Regions from separate parts of the Capra hircus genome. Here region 2 is linked to region 1. The links are chromatin contacts, called in public Hi-C maps. All regions are on one chromosome and are shown on one strand. The core of a region is the stretch at or near the end of the contact, and the rest is flanking DNA. Distances in the headings are between cores, read along the strand shown.

The links. Hi-C and Micro-C count contacts between places; a contact is called where the count stands out from the background.
Region 2: a contact with region 1 is called in a Hi-C map of liver, with 5 times the contacts expected there. The contact joins two enhancer-like sites. A contact is called at or near these places in 3 of 5 Hi-C or Micro-C datasets (blood and liver).

The regions. Positions count from the first base shown.
Region 1 is chr8:5,418,985-5,421,937 of ARS1.2, reverse strand. The region is part of intron 11 of GALNTL6 (polypeptide N-acetylgalactosaminyltransferase-like 6); the gene reads right to left. Among named protein-coding and RNA genes, the nearest start is that of GALNT7, 120 kb to the left of the region's middle. Within about 2 kb of position 1,622, at least 1 of the 5 cell types and tissues checked has an H3K27ac peak or open chromatin away from gene starts, as enhancers often do.
Region 2 is chr8:5,621,696-5,624,752 of ARS1.2, reverse strand. All of the region lies in intron 2 of GALNT7 (N-acetylgalactosaminyltransferase 7), which reads right to left. Among named protein-coding and RNA genes, the nearest start is that of HMGB2, 61 kb to the left of the region's middle. Within about 2 kb of position 1,327, at least 1 of the 5 cell types and tissues checked has an H3K27ac peak or open chromatin away from gene starts, as enhancers often do.

The DNA.
Region 1 (2,953 bases), core at 373-2,872:
CAGATGGAGGAGACTGGCAGGTTACAATCAATGGGGTTGCAGAGTCGGACACGAATGAATGACAAACACTATAGTCGATTTGATTTCCCTGGCGGCTCGGTTGGTAATGAATCTGCCTGCCAATGCAGCAGATGCGGATTCGTTCACTGGGTCAGGAAGATCCCCTGGAGGAGGGCATGGCAACCCACTCCAGTATTCTTGCCTGGAGAGTCCCATGGACAGAGGGGCCTGGAAGGCTACAGTCCATGGGGTCACAAAGAGTCAGATACGACTTAGCACTGAACAGCAGCAATAGCAACATAGTTGATTTACAATGTTGTGTTCGTTTCAGGGGTACAGCAACATGACTCAGTTATATACGTACACATATCCATTCTTTTTCAGATGCTTCTCTTCACTTACCTAAATCCTGTTTCCCTTTCAGGTCTCCATTTATAGGGTAGTGTGTCAGAGCAGCCCTGTCTGCCTCTCTGACCTAGGATGAGCCTCATGTGGTGTTACCATATTATCCTGTACACTTAATATATTCAATTTAAAAATTTGTCAGCTTCCCTATTAGACTGAAAACTCCGAGAGTAGAGAAAACCCATCTGTTCCTGATCTTGTTTCCATCTGACCATAGCTGTTCATCTCCCTTCCGTAAACCTGCCGGGAGTCACGTCAACGCCATAATAGCTGCTCTTCGTCGAGTATGTATTTATGTGTTGGGCTTCCGTAGTGTTCAATGTTCTGCTCAGATTTTCTCACTTTATCTACTTCAACCGCATAAGCAACCTAAAGAGAGAGTGAATGTGGACAACCAGGAAGCCGGGTGCATTTACTTAGGCACCTACTATGTGCCAAACAGTGTTTAAGGTACTGAGGATTCTGTACGAAAGAAAGCAGATAAAGCCCTGCTCTTGCGGAGTCTGCATTCTAATATTTCGTGACAGCTACACAGCTGCAATAGAACAGGAAGATGGCTAGACAGCCTGTCTTCTCCCGGAGGCAAAGTTACTGGGAGAGTGAAAGTCAAATCGGAAGAGATTTCTGGGCATGTGGCACAGGGGTAAAGAAGCTGCCTGCCAATGCCGGAAACATGAGAGACGCGGGTTCGATCCCTGGGTTGGGAAGATCCCCTGGAGGAGGGCATGGCAACCGACTCCAGTGTTGTTGCCTGGAGAATCCCCACGGACAGAGGAGCCTTGAGTTAGACACAGCTGAAACAACTTAGCACACGTGCGCAGGAGAGTGAGAGCTAACACTCATGAAGTGTCGCATTCTAGGGGTATTTACATTTTATTTCATTATCACAATAACTTTGTTTTCTAAAAAAATTATTTGGCTGCATCGAGTCTTAGTTTTGGTGGGCAGGCTTAATTGCCCCTCAACATGTAGGATCTTAGCTTCCTGATTAGGGATCAAACCTGTGTCCCCTTCACTGGTGTGCAGATTCTTAACCCCTGGACCACCAGGGAAACCCCCATGATAATCTTCTGAGGCCGATACTGTCATTATTGCCATTTGATAATGAGGAAACAAGTTTCCCAAGATCCCAGAGGCAAGACCGCTGCTGGTGGTCCCAGGGGGGACTCCCACCCTGGGTCCCCCAGGGCCTCTGCCTGCCCCGCCCCCTCTCAGCCGAGCCAGCCAGCAGTCCGGCCCCAGACCCACATCTGCCCCCAGGGAAGAGCTGTCCCCGTTAGCAAATGCTGATCTCACACGCGTATAGTTCCAGTTACCAAGGTCCTTTCAAGTTTGACAGTCTCGATCTTGGCTGGCATTCCCTTCAGCCGGTCTTTGTCCACACGTTAGAGCCCGAGATAGAAACCATGATGAAACCTTTCTACTGGTGACCAGAGGTGGCAGCTGAATGTATTCAGTAGAATGGTAACCAGCAGGGATGTGGCTAAGGTATCCAGACGTGGAAGAAGTTAAAAGGACGTGACCTCTAAATGATGTCACAAGTTCAGCCGGGTTAAACATATGGAATAAAAACAGAATGGGAAGGTTACCCTGGTGGAAACGTAGTTTCATGGCAGCGGTGAAGGCGTTTCCCTCCCAGGGACTATTACCCTCCCTCATCTTTGACTCATCAATTTGAACAGAGGATCCCAGCTTCTCAGGGCATAACACTTATGTCTCTGTTATCTTCAGGGTATAGGATATGATATAGACATTGTGTATCTGGTTTTCAGCACGACATTTGAAAATCCTCCTTTTTTCCCCTGCGGGTCAGCTGGAGAAATGTGGGCTAGAAGGTGATTCGCTGTTAGGCGAGCTTGCATCTGGTTGAATGACTGCTCGCTGTGGATCAGCATCAGCTCGATTATGTAACGGCAGGCTCGGTTCTGGGCCTTGTTCACCGGGATCGGGGACTTGCATGAGGGCCTGCATGCCCACTGATCTGCTCTAATTCATGGCTGGAATAAACTAGTTCACCTGTTGATAAGCTGGGCCAAAGTCCAGGCTGGGGTCAATCTGGCGAGGGAGAACTTAACAGAAACCAGTGGATGTGGATGGCTACCCAGGTACGGAAGGGGCACCATACAGGTGCAAGACTGCAGTGACACGTCTGTGTAGCAGAGCGAACGTGGCCTTTTAAATACTGAAAACTCATTAAGAAGCCAAGTATGTGAAGTGAAGGCAGAAAACCAATCAGCTCGAGCTAATTTAACAGATATTTCTCATAACAAAAAGGCTTGAGACAGGACTTCCCTGGTAGTCCAGTGGCTAAGACTGTGAGCTCCCAATGCCGGGGGCCCGGGGTTCAATCCCTGGTCAGGGAACTAGATCCCATATGCTGCAGCTAAAAGTTCACCTGCCACAGCTGAAAGGTCCTGAATGCCACAACTAAGTGACCTGGCGCAGCCAAATAAAGAAATAAATGTTTTTTTAAAAATTCCCAACAAAAGGGTGCTAGAAACTCATTCTAGTCCTTGGTTAAACATGCCTAGGATACTGTGTTCCATTC
Region 2 (3,057 bases), core at 78-2,577, 200 kb before region 1:
TCAAAATTAGATTTATGCTCTGAAAGCAATGATTAGACCAGAGAATAGAACTTTAGTCAGTGGAGCCATAAAAAGTCAGGGTAAAAGCTGGGAAAACTCTGTAAAATGTTCAGAGAGACCTTGTATAAAAACGTGCCCTGAATACTGCAGGAAGCTGCCCAAAGAACAGCAAGAGAGACTGAAGAAGAGAGACCTGTAGCGCTTAGCAGGGATAGTAACAGAGAAATGGGGCTTCCCTGGTAGCTCAGCAGTAGAGAATATGCCTGCAATGTAAGAGACATGGGTTAGATCCCTGGGTAGGGAAGATCCCCGGGAGAAGGAAGTGGCAATCCACTCCAGTATTCTTGCCTGCAAAATCCCATGGACAGAGGAGCCTGGTGGGCTACAGTTGATGGGGTCACAAAGAGTCGGACATGATTGAGCTACTAAAAAACAACAACAGAGAAATGAGCCTGTTTCACTGGCAAGCCTACCCTTTTAAAGACTGTGTGTTCTCGTGCTTAGATGACAGGATAGGCTCCAGTGATGCTTAGAGTTAGAAGAAATACAGGGTTAAACTGGAAAACAGATGTGTGTTTTTAGAAATTACAAAGGTGTTTATTATTATGAAGTACTTATTCACATATTACACCCCACAGCCTTAATGTATCTTAATTCTTTCTTCACTTCTCTTAATGATGCAAATTACAGATTCAGTCACCCCACACTTTCCAGTAAACTAATTATTTATCTTGAGCTGACATTCAGGACGCCTCCTCCTCTCATGGAACAGGATGACTGGGTAGAGGACAGTGGGGAGGGTGGTATGCCCTAAGGGTGGGGCTGAACACACCCCTGCATGATGAGAGACTCGCCGAGAGAGAGCTTTCGCGGGGTCTCTGCTGTGCCAGCTGCGAGTGCTTTCTGACCAGTGGGGCTCATGATACCCACTGTGTTGTATGACTTTTATGTTTTTTAATCCCCTGGAGGAGGGTATGGCAATCTACTCCAGTATTCTTGCTAGAGAAGCCTATGGACAGAGGGAGCCGGTGGGGCTGGGAGAGGGGGTGCGCTATAGTCCATAGGATTGTGAGAGTTGGACACGACTCAGTGACTAAACAACGACATCAGGTTTAATCCTCACCAGGAAACAGAGTGTGTATGTCTATCACCCATATCCGCCAAGAAGAGGTGCAAGCTCTCTGATGCATCTCAGCTGTGAGAGGTCCATGTCTCGCTGTACACATGGGCTCGGGGCTCCCCGGCACCTGAGGCTCCACCCGCTGCCACACCCTCTCCAGGGTAGGGCCACTGCAGAACCCACAAGGTGGGGGCTGCCAGCTTCAACACACCCTGAGGTGTGGAGATCCATGGACAATTTGGGGGATCGCTCCTTCACAGCATCTTCTCGGCATGGGCTGGAGGCCAGTCCAGGTCACAGGACCTCATGTTGATGGCGGATCTGCCCTATTCCTTAACACAGACCCTCTGCTCGGGGACCACACCCACCTGCCCCCTGCTCTCCCTGAAGTGTCTTCGTCCAACTCAGATCTAAGCAGAGGCCCCTGCTACAAAGGGACAGGATTTTAAGTGCCTCTAGTTAAAGAGAGAGTCACTTTGTAATTGATAATACACTATTATGTTTGCTTTGCTCCTAAGTAGAACACTTTATTACTATAAAGATGCCTCATAAACATGCATCACAGATAACACACTTCAATGACTCTCTGAAGAGCAGGCCTCCCTGGTCTTTTATGAGGGTGGTGAGAGGCCCGGGAGGCACAGGGTTGGGGACCAGTTTTGTCCCATCCTCACCCCTAGAGCCTGTGGCTGCAGGGCTGGAAGCAGAGCAGCAAGTGTGTCTGCCCTGATCTCATGTCTGTTGTGACTTTCCAAGAAGAGTGGTCACATCTTGCAGGGCCAGGGTACCCCTGCCCTGGGTGGGGGTGAGGATAAGTGATGGTGCCCACATCCTGCTAAGCCAGAGTGGCAACTGCTGCACACCAGATTTGCTCAGCTTTGCCTCTATAGACACACTAGGAAGACTGGGGGAGGACGCAGGAACATAGAGAAAACTACCTGGAAAATGGAACAGACCTCGGTGGATGCCTGATGGAGTGGTTTCCAAACTGGACAGGAGAGCTTGGGGGTTTCGAGGAGATGGGAGGACCAGTGCATGGAGATGCTCCCCAGGGAGCCACAGGGAGAGAGGATTCTGCAGATTCTGTGCCAGAAATGAGCTAAAAACACTGGTGACTCCCTTTCTTCATGGATGGGGAAACTAAGACTCAGAGTGGGCTGTGGGGGACTTCCCTGGGAATCCCGTGGTTAAGACTCCAAGCTTCCAATGCAGAGGGTGTGGATTTGATCCCTGGTCAGAGGACTAAGTTCCCACATTTCAAAGTATGGCCAAAAAAAAAAAAAAAGAGAGAGAGAGAGTAGACTGTGGGGAATTCCTGCCCGATGAGGGCAGCGACACAGAAGCAACAACCAGAGGTATGTCACCCACACATCACACTTCAGAGTGGAAACTGATGGGAAAAACACGTTCAAACACCCTGCTGGGTTGGTTTTGTCTTGTCAGGGACATATTGTCTTGTATCATAACCACTCACATCTTAAGCTACTTCAGCTTTGACTGCATTCCTCTGATTCCTCTGGGTATCTGCTCAAAGTTTTGCAACCATTAGAACAGAAATAATAAATGCCTTGCGACTACTCAGGTATTATATAGAAGACTCTTTTTTTTTTTTAATGGAAGGGGGAGAGTAAAATAATCAATGCATGTCCTCAAGTTGCTATTCTTCCTCTTAAAAAGCTTTTGTGTGCCCATGAACAATTACTGAAATACCACCAATATGCCTGCGTGTTCGGCCACGGGTGTTCTGAAGTCCATCACAAAACCCTCACGAACTTCATTTTACATTTATTTATTTGGCTACTTCACAGATCTCTGCCTGCTGTCTCCCCCCAAGGCTGTAAGTCTCATCTGTTTTTTCCATCGTGTTACCCACCCCCTACCCAGGTCCGTTCCCCTCCACTCAGCATTGTGGTGATTGGCCCTGCAGAGTAGCGATT